Linked DNA regions of Gossypium hirsutum: region 1 is linked to region 2. The links are chromatin contacts, called in public Hi-C maps. All regions are on one chromosome and are shown on one strand. The core of a region is the stretch at or near the end of the contact, and the rest is flanking DNA. Distances in the headings are between cores, read along the strand shown. Region 1 holds the start of LOC107886489. Region 2 holds the start of LOC107886492 (regulator of G-protein signaling 1).

Region 1 (5,679 bases), core at 2,648-5,147, 160 kb after region 2:
CCAAGATCTGAATATGATAATATTGAATTTACCATTTCAGTCAAGGCTCTATTTTTCTTTCAGCTACACTATTTTGTTGTGGTGTGTAAGGGGCTGAAACTTGATGGACAATCCTAGTGGATTCAAAATAACATGGATTATAGTATTCTCCACCTCTATCTGATCTTAAGCACTTGATTAATGATTCGCACTGAAATTCAACTTCAGATTTATAAACTTTAAATTTATCAAGCGCTTCATCTTTTGAATGTAATAAATATACATAACAATATCTAGAACAATCATCAATAAAAGTAACAAAATATTTCTTTCCACCTAATATAGGAGTATTATGCATGTCACATGAATCACTATGTATCAAATCAAGTAATTTTGTTTTTCTTTTAACCTTAGGGAAATGGTTTCTTGTAATTTTAGTCAACTTACATGTATTGTATTTTTCAATATTATTATTAAAAACAGGAATTAAATCTAACTTATACATGTCATTCAATTTCCTATAAATCAAATGACCTAATCTATAATGCCATCAACAAAAAGATTCAACCATATAAGCAGAAATAGTATTTTTATTTTTATTAATAATATTTAGTTTGAACATACTCTCATACATATACCCTTTCCCTACAAAAATTCCTCCCTTAGACAAAATAAACTTATCTGCCTCAAAAACAAGTTTGAAACCAAACTTATTTAACAGACTTCTAGACATTAAATTCTTTCTAACTTCTGGTACATAATATACATCATTTAAGGTAAAAACCTTTCCAGAAGTGAATTGTAGTTCAACAAATCCTTTGCCTTTGATTGCTGCAGTGGAAGAATTTTCTATGTACAACACATTGTCATTTTCACATTGTGTGAACTTTGTGAACATGCTTTTGTCTTTGCACACATGTTTGGTTGCTCTGGTATCAATCCACCATGTATTATCATCTTGTGCCATATTAATTTTAGATATCATTGCAATGAACTTTTCATTATTATCAGCCTTAGAAGATGATTTCTTCTTTAAAAATCGACATTTGTTCTTGAAATGTTCCGGCTTACCATAATAATAACATGAGCCCTTTTGTTTCTTTTTGAACTTAGGTGCTCTATGAGTCTGTTTGAACTTTCTCTTGAATGGTTTAGAAGTCTGTACTTCCTCCATAACATGCACTTTGGCATTTTCAGAATTTATATTCTGATCTTACTTTCGATATTCTTCTTCAATACGAAGATGATTTGCCAAAGCCTCAAGAGATATTTTCTCTTTCTTATGTTTTAGACTTCTTTTAAAATCTTTCCAATATAGAGGAAGTTTGTCTATTATGGATGATACAATAATCATTTCATCCATTTTCATATCATATTGCTTAATTGATTCAGCATCTTTTCAATATCACGGAATTGTTCCATAACAAAGCGACCATCAACCATTAGATAATTATTGAAACGACTGACAAGAAATTTCCTACTTGTAACATCTTCGGTCATGTATTTTGTCTCTAATTTGTCCCATAATTCTTTAGCAGTGACCTCGTTTTGATAGGTGTCGAACAAACCATCTGATAAACCATTCAATATGTGGCCCATGCACATGTAATCAGCATTGTCCTATTTTTGTCTTTCTCGGGTTGCAACAACAGATTCGTTTTTAGTCCCTTCAAGTCTTGGAGTATCCAAAACATAAGCAATCTTCAAAGTTGATAATAAGAAGTGCATCTTTTTCTGCATCGTAAAAAATTACACCCATCAAATCGATCAAGTTTGACAAAATTGGAAGCCAACTTCTTTAGTGTTCCACTTTCATGTGTTGTGGTAGTCATCATGAATTATAACCTTAAAAATGTTAGTACAAATATTCAGTGAGGAAAATCTTGAACACATGAACGAAACTCGAACAGAAGAAGAAATAGGACAAGGCTCCAAGATGTGTATCAAGCTATTATCTTTAAGGTTATATTCGCCCCCACCTATCTTCGGTGTGCAAATGAGTTTCAAGCAAATTAACCTCGAAGATACAATGAAGCCAATGGCTATTTGCGTTTTGCACTGACGAGAATAGCCCACTACACACTGAGCAATATATGACAAGGAACTCAATTTCTATAAAGGATTTCTACAGTAATACTTTATAGAATAATCTAATAATATTAGAAAATGAAGGATGAAAAGAAAGAATATTAGAATTTGTTGGTATGATTTCCAAATGAAATCTCATTCCTATTTATAGGAATTTTCATGTCTCTTCATAGAGGCATCTTTCATCAATATGTGTCTTTCTGAATACTAATGTCTTTAAAATAAACACGTAATTATTCATTTAATTATAACTATTCAAATAAAATTATTTAAATAGTTATAATTCTTTTTCAAAAAATCAAACAATATAATCTTTTGATTAATTACACCCATTCATTTATAGTTATTAGAACACTATAAATATTTGAAAATGTTCCAACACGATGAACCAGCACCGCCACTACCTCTTCCACCTAAATCTGAACCAAGGTTAATTTCCATTGAAAGCCAGCTTCCAAAAGGAACTCTTGATGATAATGATGAAGAAGTTGGCTTTCTAGTTATATATTTTTTATTTTTTTATGTATTTAGAATTTTATTAATTTTAACTTTTTTACATAATTATATTTAAAAATATTTTAAAAAAAAAATGAAATTTTAGAATTTTAAAAGATTTTTTTGATATTTTTAATTTTTAAATAAAATTTGGAATTTATGATATTTTAAAGGATATTTTGATTATTTTTAAAATTTTAAAAAACATATTTTTAATTCCAAAAAATAAATAATGAAATTTCAGAATTTTTTAGAGATATTTTTGAAAATTTTTTAGAATCATCATTAAAAAAAAGTTGTAAAAGGACTAAATTGAATGTTTTAGTTATAATTTAAGAGTCAAATTAGATATTAACTCTTGGATTAATATGCCATGTCACTTTTCATAAAGGCTGTAACCCTCGTTAACGAACGAGTGACCAAAACTTTATAACTCGATCATAATAGTAACAAAAATGTAATTTTTTATAATTCAGTGGCAAAAAGAAAAAAATTGAATAAAGATGAGTGACTATTTATGTAGTTAACGCATAAAATTATTATAGGAAAGAATTATTTAAATTAAATTTTTATGTAAGATACTGTAATAAAGTAAAATATAAATTATTGAAGTAAATAAATAAGATTTTTAAACTAATTTTTATAAAATTAAAAAGATTAAATAGAAAGCACATGTTATTTATATAAAGTTATACAGATGTCGAAAGTGTAGACTATCCATATCGGATTTTTGTCAGCTTCGGTTATATAAGAAATAATAAAAAAGGTAAAAGTAATTTCTCACGATTTTAGGAAGATTTAATTTTTTACACATTTAATAAATATTTTTAAAAATAATCAAATAATTCTTCAAAAAAGGTCAAGAATTTCACTATCCATATATGAATATTACTTTTTTAGTGAGAAACTTTGACTTTTTTTTGTTTATATAAGATTATATTTACCCAAGTATTTAGAAAAATGGGGAAGTTGAATTTTTATAATTAAAAAAATTATGAAAATTAGTATTTTTATTATCTTTAATATAATTGGTATTGAAATATATTTAAGGTAAATAATTAAAAATATAATCAATTTAAATTTATTATTTTAAAATTAAAAATAAATTATATTTATTAAATAACCCGACACGAAATTCTAAGGTATTCAAGTGTTAAAAATAAAAATAAAAATAAAAATATTTCTCTCTATTTTGTATAATTTTGGATATATCCAATAATCATAAAAAAATGGAGATTAGGTGAAGCCTAACCCAGTTCCTATTTATATGGGTTAAGTTTAATAAGCCCGAACTCAAATATAAAAACAGGCCGATTCTCACTACTTCAGTTTTAAAGGACAAGACAGGCTTCAACATGTTCTAGTTAGTTTGTTTCGCGCATGCCGCCATTTAGGCCGAAGTCTGTTCGTCTTCCACACTAACAAACCCCCCCTCATTCCACAAAACTCTACCTCCTTTTCCTTTTCCTTTTCTACTTAAAACTCGAAACCCTTTTTTTCCCCGGTTATAGGTCGCCGTCTTCCTTTCAAAAAGGAAATGGAAAAGCCGGATTCCACCTCCGGTTGCGGTTGTTCCGATGTCTACCACAGTATTTTCATTGATTCCAACCTTGATACTCACCTCGCCATGATCGTCTCCGACTCCGAAACCGTTTCCGATCTTAAAAGTATGATACTTTCTCCCTTTCCCCTCTCATCTTTGATTTCTTGGTGTTTTGGTTTACCATTTGTCTTTTTAAGTAAAGTTTCATTCTTTGCTTTTGGAGGATACAAATTTATCTTCTTTAAAGTAATAAAGCAACGTTATCGGCTGGACTTTGTTTATTTTTCAATACCAGTTCAAAGTGTTCATCCATTTGAGACCTCAAGGATCAGAACTTGAATAGGAAATCTAAAATTTCCCCTGTAATTAACCTAAAATTAGGTGAATTAAAGTGCTGAAGTTGTTGTAGCCATTGAGAATTCCTCTAGAATGCTTGAACAGGAAAAGAAATGGTGCATTGTTTTGATATGTAGAATGTAGATATAGTTATGTTATGGAAGTTATGTATTATTTCTCCTTGTGCTTTATCATTCTCAAAAATAGTCACTGGTTCTAGTTGTCTAACATATTTTGATCTTAATTTAGTTTATCAACTTTTAGTAACTGACATATCAACTTCATCTTTAAGATCAAGTGTTGTAAAGTTCTGTTTTAGTTAGTAATATCTATGTGCTGCTGATTTGCAGAAAAGATACTGTATGAACACCCGTTGTGCTTTCCCAACATTGGGGAGATAAAGATTAATGCGTTAAAGGTTGGTGCTATATCTTGTACTGTTATGATGCTACTTGTTAAGGATGTCTTACTGTTGATTTTAAATTTTACATTGACATGGCTTTGTTAACATGAATAGGTAAAGCGCAAAGGATTTCTTTATCACCTTTCTGATTCCATGTTTGTGAAAAGTGCTTTTGGTGGAGTGAGCAGGAGTTGGTTTCTTTCGGTTGATGCCTCGAGTGCTAAAGAGCATAGGGAAAATCATAATTCCATTGAACCTGATGCTGGCAACATTGTAGCCTGCTTCGGTACTGGAATTAATAATTATTCGGTTGATGTTGTTGATCTTCTACCTGTTGATAAAGCCAAAAGATTGTCCAATGTCAATGATGCACCTTTGCTACAAGACAGAGATGACTGTCATGCAAAACAGAATTCTGCGTCTCAACAGTTTGGTTTTAGCAATTCCACCAAAGAAAACTCAGGAAATTTGTGTAAGGAAGCTGAACATACAGCTGATAGTAATAATCAGGTTTCGTTCCCTGCTACCAACACGGGGTCAAGGCCGAAGGTACAGTCGAAAGATGTTGGAGATGACAAAATATCTGAAGATCTACAAGCTTCTGTAGCTACATCTGTTTTAAAGGAAAAGCAGAAAACTAAAAAGAGAAACAAATATGCCATCCACCATGATTCTAAAGAAAATGGTGCTTTAGTTGTTGAATCTGGGAAAGATGCATTGGATTCAGGCCATGTACTTGAGGAAAATTTGATTCATAATGGACAAAGTTTGGCTTTGAATGACGCAAATCTGGGAAACCAAATTCATGTGGATGAAGCCTCTCGGAGTTTGTCTT
Region 2 (5,025 bases), core at 2,287-4,786:
ACCACCTAAGCCGAACACAAATACAATCATTTAATATGATATAAATAAACTTCCACACTAGTAGCCTTAATAACCACACATCCATTTACTCTTTTATGCAACTTAAGAATCATCAAATGTCATCCCATGTTTAAATAATACCTAGGTAGCCCAATACGCAAATTATGCATACACATGTTAAGTAACATTTCAATACTACACAAATTTATTCATTCATATGCCGAATACACATATCCCAATACACATGAAATCCTCAATTGCATTGTACATGATTTACAACACATATCTATAGTACTATCTAACCTTATCTCGAGTAGATATCAAGTTAAATCATACCTGGCCATTTAGCTCGCATTACACAAACTGTACACAATTTACCTTTTCCCAATGAACTATTTAAAATTGGTTAGGACACTCGGATAATCACATAGATCATACAATGCCAACGTCCCAGACATGGTCTTACATGTAGCCACATATTGATGCCACTATCCTAGACAGGGTCTTACTCGTAAACACATATCAGAATCACAAATCGATGCCATGGACTTACTCACACACATATATCGGTATCCTATGTCATGATATATGTATCCTAGCTATTCCTAAGGTTCATACGGGACTTTCGGACGTCACAACTCGATTGGAACGAATTCAGAAACGTAGTAACCAAGCCTTTACACATTCGGCTATATCATATATAATTTCCGTCATTTCATAACAGCATATATATTTAATATTTAACCACAATTAAACACGTTTATTTGCTTATGAACTTACCTCGGACGTCGTAAAACAGGATGGGGCTGTTAGTCGGCAACTTTCGTTTTCCCCCATACCAAATCTGATTTCTTTGGTTCTTGATCTAAACATATTCAAATTAAGCTCATTCAAACATATTTTATTCAATTTAGTCCAGAAACACATAAATGGGAAAATTACCATTTTACTCCTGATATTTACAATTTTTACAATTTAGTCCCTATTACACGAAACACAAAATATGCAAAATTTTCAAGGTACCCATGTTTGGCCGAATATTCCTAGTTTTCATACAAGCCCATATATTTCATTTATTTCACATTTTAGTCCCTCAAATTATTATTTTTGCAATTAAGTCCTAATTAATCAAAATCATCAAAAACTCCAATACAAAATATGTTAATCTAAAACATATCTTTCATTTTTTATCATCAAACAACAAAAATCACAAGCTACCAACAATGGCACAACTCAAAATATTCATCAAAATAAAAAATTAAAGCATGGGTCTTGAAGATTTCTAAGTAACGATATCAAAAACGTAGAAATTATCAAAAACCGATCTAAACTGATACCTTAATTAAGCTCCAAATTGGCCGAACCCTAGCTTTGTGTTCTTTCTTTTTATTTTGTTTAGTTTCGGCAAAAGAAGAACAATTATAACAAGTATGTAAACTTTATTTTATGTTTTATATTATATATGTTTTATTATAATAGTTTATAATGTTAGTTTACATATATCACCTTCATTAATTCATACCAAAACCTTATAATATAACCCATTACCGTCCACCTAATAAGTTACAGGCTATTTACAATATAAATGCCTCAATTTAAAAAGTCACTAACTTTTTGATCTTTATATTTTAAACTATCAAATTTTCTATTTATGCGATTAAGTCCTTTTATTTAATCGGACACCTAAACGACAAAATTAAATCACGAAAATTTCACCAATATAAATTCACACAAAATAAATACAGAAAATAATTTTTAAATATTTTTCTGACTCGGATTCGTGATCCCGAAACCACCGTTTCTATTAAGGTCTAAATCGGACTGTTACATTAGCAATATGCTTCAATCCCAAACACAAATCCATACTATGATAACCATTAATGTTCTTTAGATTTATCGAAATTTCTTGAAACATCGAAAATTCCTATAAAACCTATTAGATTGGTGCCACTTGATGCAAAATAAGAATATAAGCAACATCCACACGTTAAAAACACATTCGTGCACATGTCCTTTCACCATTAGTATGTTAGTAACCTCTGTCATTTGATAGAACATTCACACAAGCTAAAAAAATAAAAAGAAATAAATGCATTTAAAATCAATTATGATATGATATTAATTATAGTTAATAAATATCATTCTAACACAAAATTATCAAATTATTTTATTGAACATCCATAGATGATTGTGTTGTTATGATTTCATTCTTCTAATAAGTTGTATAGTGACAATGCCTAAACCACCTATTTAATATATAATGTTAGTACTAATATAAAACATCTAGAATGTAATACATTTATAACATATACCACTAGTTTTACCTTCTAGCGAAAGGGAAACTAAGATCTTCAAAGAATATAAGCGTAATCTATGAAAGTAGATACCGCCTCATGATTATAAAATCATAAGGCAACTATTTACTTCCACGTTTCCCATTCTACAAGCCTGTATAGGCATGCCAAATCCATATATTAAATTGTTTATTCCTATTACTTCAAAAAATATTTAACAATTAAAGATACATGGTATGAACTAAATTGTCATATTTTTCTAGTATTAATATACCTCTAATCTATTGAAAAATATAAGCTTTAGTATGATATTGAATATGTACGGGTTTGGGGTTTTTTAGGGAGATACTTGAAGTTAATTTTAAGTCATTTTAGCTTAATATGATGCCCTTTGAAATGAGAATCATGATTGATACCTCTTTCCAATGATGCAAGTAGGTCATCTGCTAAATTGTATTTGTTATTAGGTGCTCGTTTATTTAGAAGGTTGGTCAATAACGCTATATCTTCCAACAGTACTATCGCTTTGCCGCATGAGTGATTAAAAATATAGGTCTAGGGTCTCTATCGTTCAAACAAAGTAGAGATGAATGATGGCACAAAAGTAAAATTCTCAATTTAGCTAGCATGATAAAAACCGATGCCTCGTAAGTGACAAATGATTTTGTTGTCAAGTGAATTTATTTCGATATTATTGCGACATCAAGCCATTAGAGAATACTCCAATGTTCCTACAATTTGAAAATGTTTTGTTCTTTCACATTTAGAAAAAAAATATAAGATGGTATAGATAGTAGATGATGAATGTTTTAGATTTTGTGTGAAAAATTAACAAGTGGGATTGATTATTTATAGATTTTATGGTTAGAGTTAGGTTCAGATTTTAATAGTAGCTGGACACAAGAGTGGAAATTTTCATTTTCCTCTTTAAATAATTTATTAAAGATTACTCTTTTATTTTAAATTTTATGAAAGACCTTAAAGTCCATAAATGTTAAATTATGTACAAATATTATCTGCATCAGTTACAAAATTAAATTATATTGGTATAGTTTAAAATTGAACATTTCACAACCATTGCTTTGATTTTAATGAAGCTCCATAATACATATTATTAAACTCAATACTCATGATTCTCAAATTAACTAAAAACTTTGATACTTGTTGAAGTAAAAGGACAGAGTAAGAAAGCATCTGCGAAGTTAAAAAGTCAAATAAAAGAAAGATATGAAACAAGCAATGGAGCTGATCATTGCTTACCGAAATGTCACGTGTATATGTTACAGACACGGAAATAAAAATTTGCGAAGCCCTTGATTTCGGTAAATATTGCTTTGGTTTGATCATTAGTCAAACAAAGCCTTCACGTGGGAAATGGAAACGATGGCGACTCTTTGGCCAAGAAAACGAGGCCACTGCCGTGTTTTTCCCACCCAAAGACTAATCAAACCTTACTCTTTTCTTTTCCCCGCATCTAATTCCTTAATTTGATCTACTATCAATCATATGTTGAAGAAAAAACGATGGCAAACTGTCCCGCCGTTCATGGTGGCTACTCCTCCGATTATGTTGCTGTTTCCATAGCCATCTTCGCCGTGATTCTGTACCTTCTTTTGAATCTTTATTAAGAGCCCCATTTTTTTTATCTCATAAAAATTTCATATCGAAGTCAAAGTCAAAGTCAAAGTTCATTCTTTTTTATCTTTAGATGGGTAGTTTTGCTCTGTCATCATCTATTCGATGTTATGCCTCAGTGGGATTATTTTCTTTTTGAAATTGTGCCTTTTTCTTTTTCTGCAGACTTATTGTGAGGTCAAGTTTCCCCTTTTTGATACACAAAGTTCCAAGTGCAAGAGGGAGTGCCTTTTGGATTCCAGTCATTCAAGTTGTTGCCAGCTTCGACTTCCTGTTATCGCTTGTGGTAAAGCAATATAGAATTCAATTTCCTTGTTATTTATATATCTACAATAAATGACTTCATTAAATTGTTAACCATACGCTTTTTACAGATGGCTGGGAATTTCCTCAAGTACAAAAAGAGCCATTGGTGGTTGTCTTGCTATGTTTGGGCAGGTTTATGGATCTCTAAATTACGTTATATTTTTCCGTGACATTGTCTGAAGTATGTTTTGGTTTCAGTATGGGTTGAAGGTCCACTTGGATTTGGTTTGTTGATGAGCTGCCGCATAGCACAGGCCTTTCAACTGTACTATGCATTTGTCAAGTAAGTGGATATTCTTCTACTTGGGAGATTTTAAGACAGACTGTAAATAGACAAATGATAGAACCATGTTGGTTAAATTGTTTAGGAATGCTTGATCCTGTTAATTTTTAGGTGAAATGTTTCAGTCATGGGACTGCTATAATTTTTGAATCAATAAGGGGACGATTTGTTCACATATTATTGGTGCAATTTTATATTCTGGAATCACTTTCCCATGTTTGGATAAAAAAAATTACTTTCAGTATGTAATGTGATATTACCAATAGTGCCGGGATTTGATATATAGGTGACACTCTTAATATCGGTAATCTTACATTGTGAGATTTTTGACAATTTTACACTTTGATTCTTTTTACTTAAACCAAAGCTAAATTATAATAAAAACTATTGAATCAATATTTTCAATTTTTTGATATATTATTCAATTAACATTTCAACTATATATTTTTATTATAAGTTCAGTAAAGTTAACATTTTGTCTATTGCATTGCGCCTGAAATGTTATTT

What was found. A called contact is a pair of places that touch in the nucleus more often than the background predicts.
Region 1: a Hi-C map of leaf shows a contact between it and region 2, with 2.8 times the contacts expected there. The contact joins the promoter of LOC107886489 here to the promoter of LOC107886492 in region 2. A contact is called at or near these places in 2 of 34 Hi-C or Micro-C datasets (hypocotyl and leaf).

What each region holds. Positions count from the first base shown.
Region 1 is chrA03:94,060,530-94,066,208 of Gossypium_hirsutum_v2.1, forward strand. It overlaps LOC107886489, which reads left to right and starts at 3,898. Exons shown (of 6, transcript XM_041098771.1): 1 at 3,898-4,229; 2 at 4,792-4,859; 3 at 4,959-5,679. The coding sequence starts at 4,100.
Region 2 is chrA03:93,903,332-93,908,356 of Gossypium_hirsutum_v2.1, forward strand. LOC107886492 (regulator of G-protein signaling 1) reads left to right here and starts at 3,537. Exons shown (of 11, transcript XM_016810466.2): 1 at 3,537-3,897; 2 at 4,095-4,215; 3 at 4,304-4,367; 4 at 4,434-4,518. The coding sequence starts at 3,818.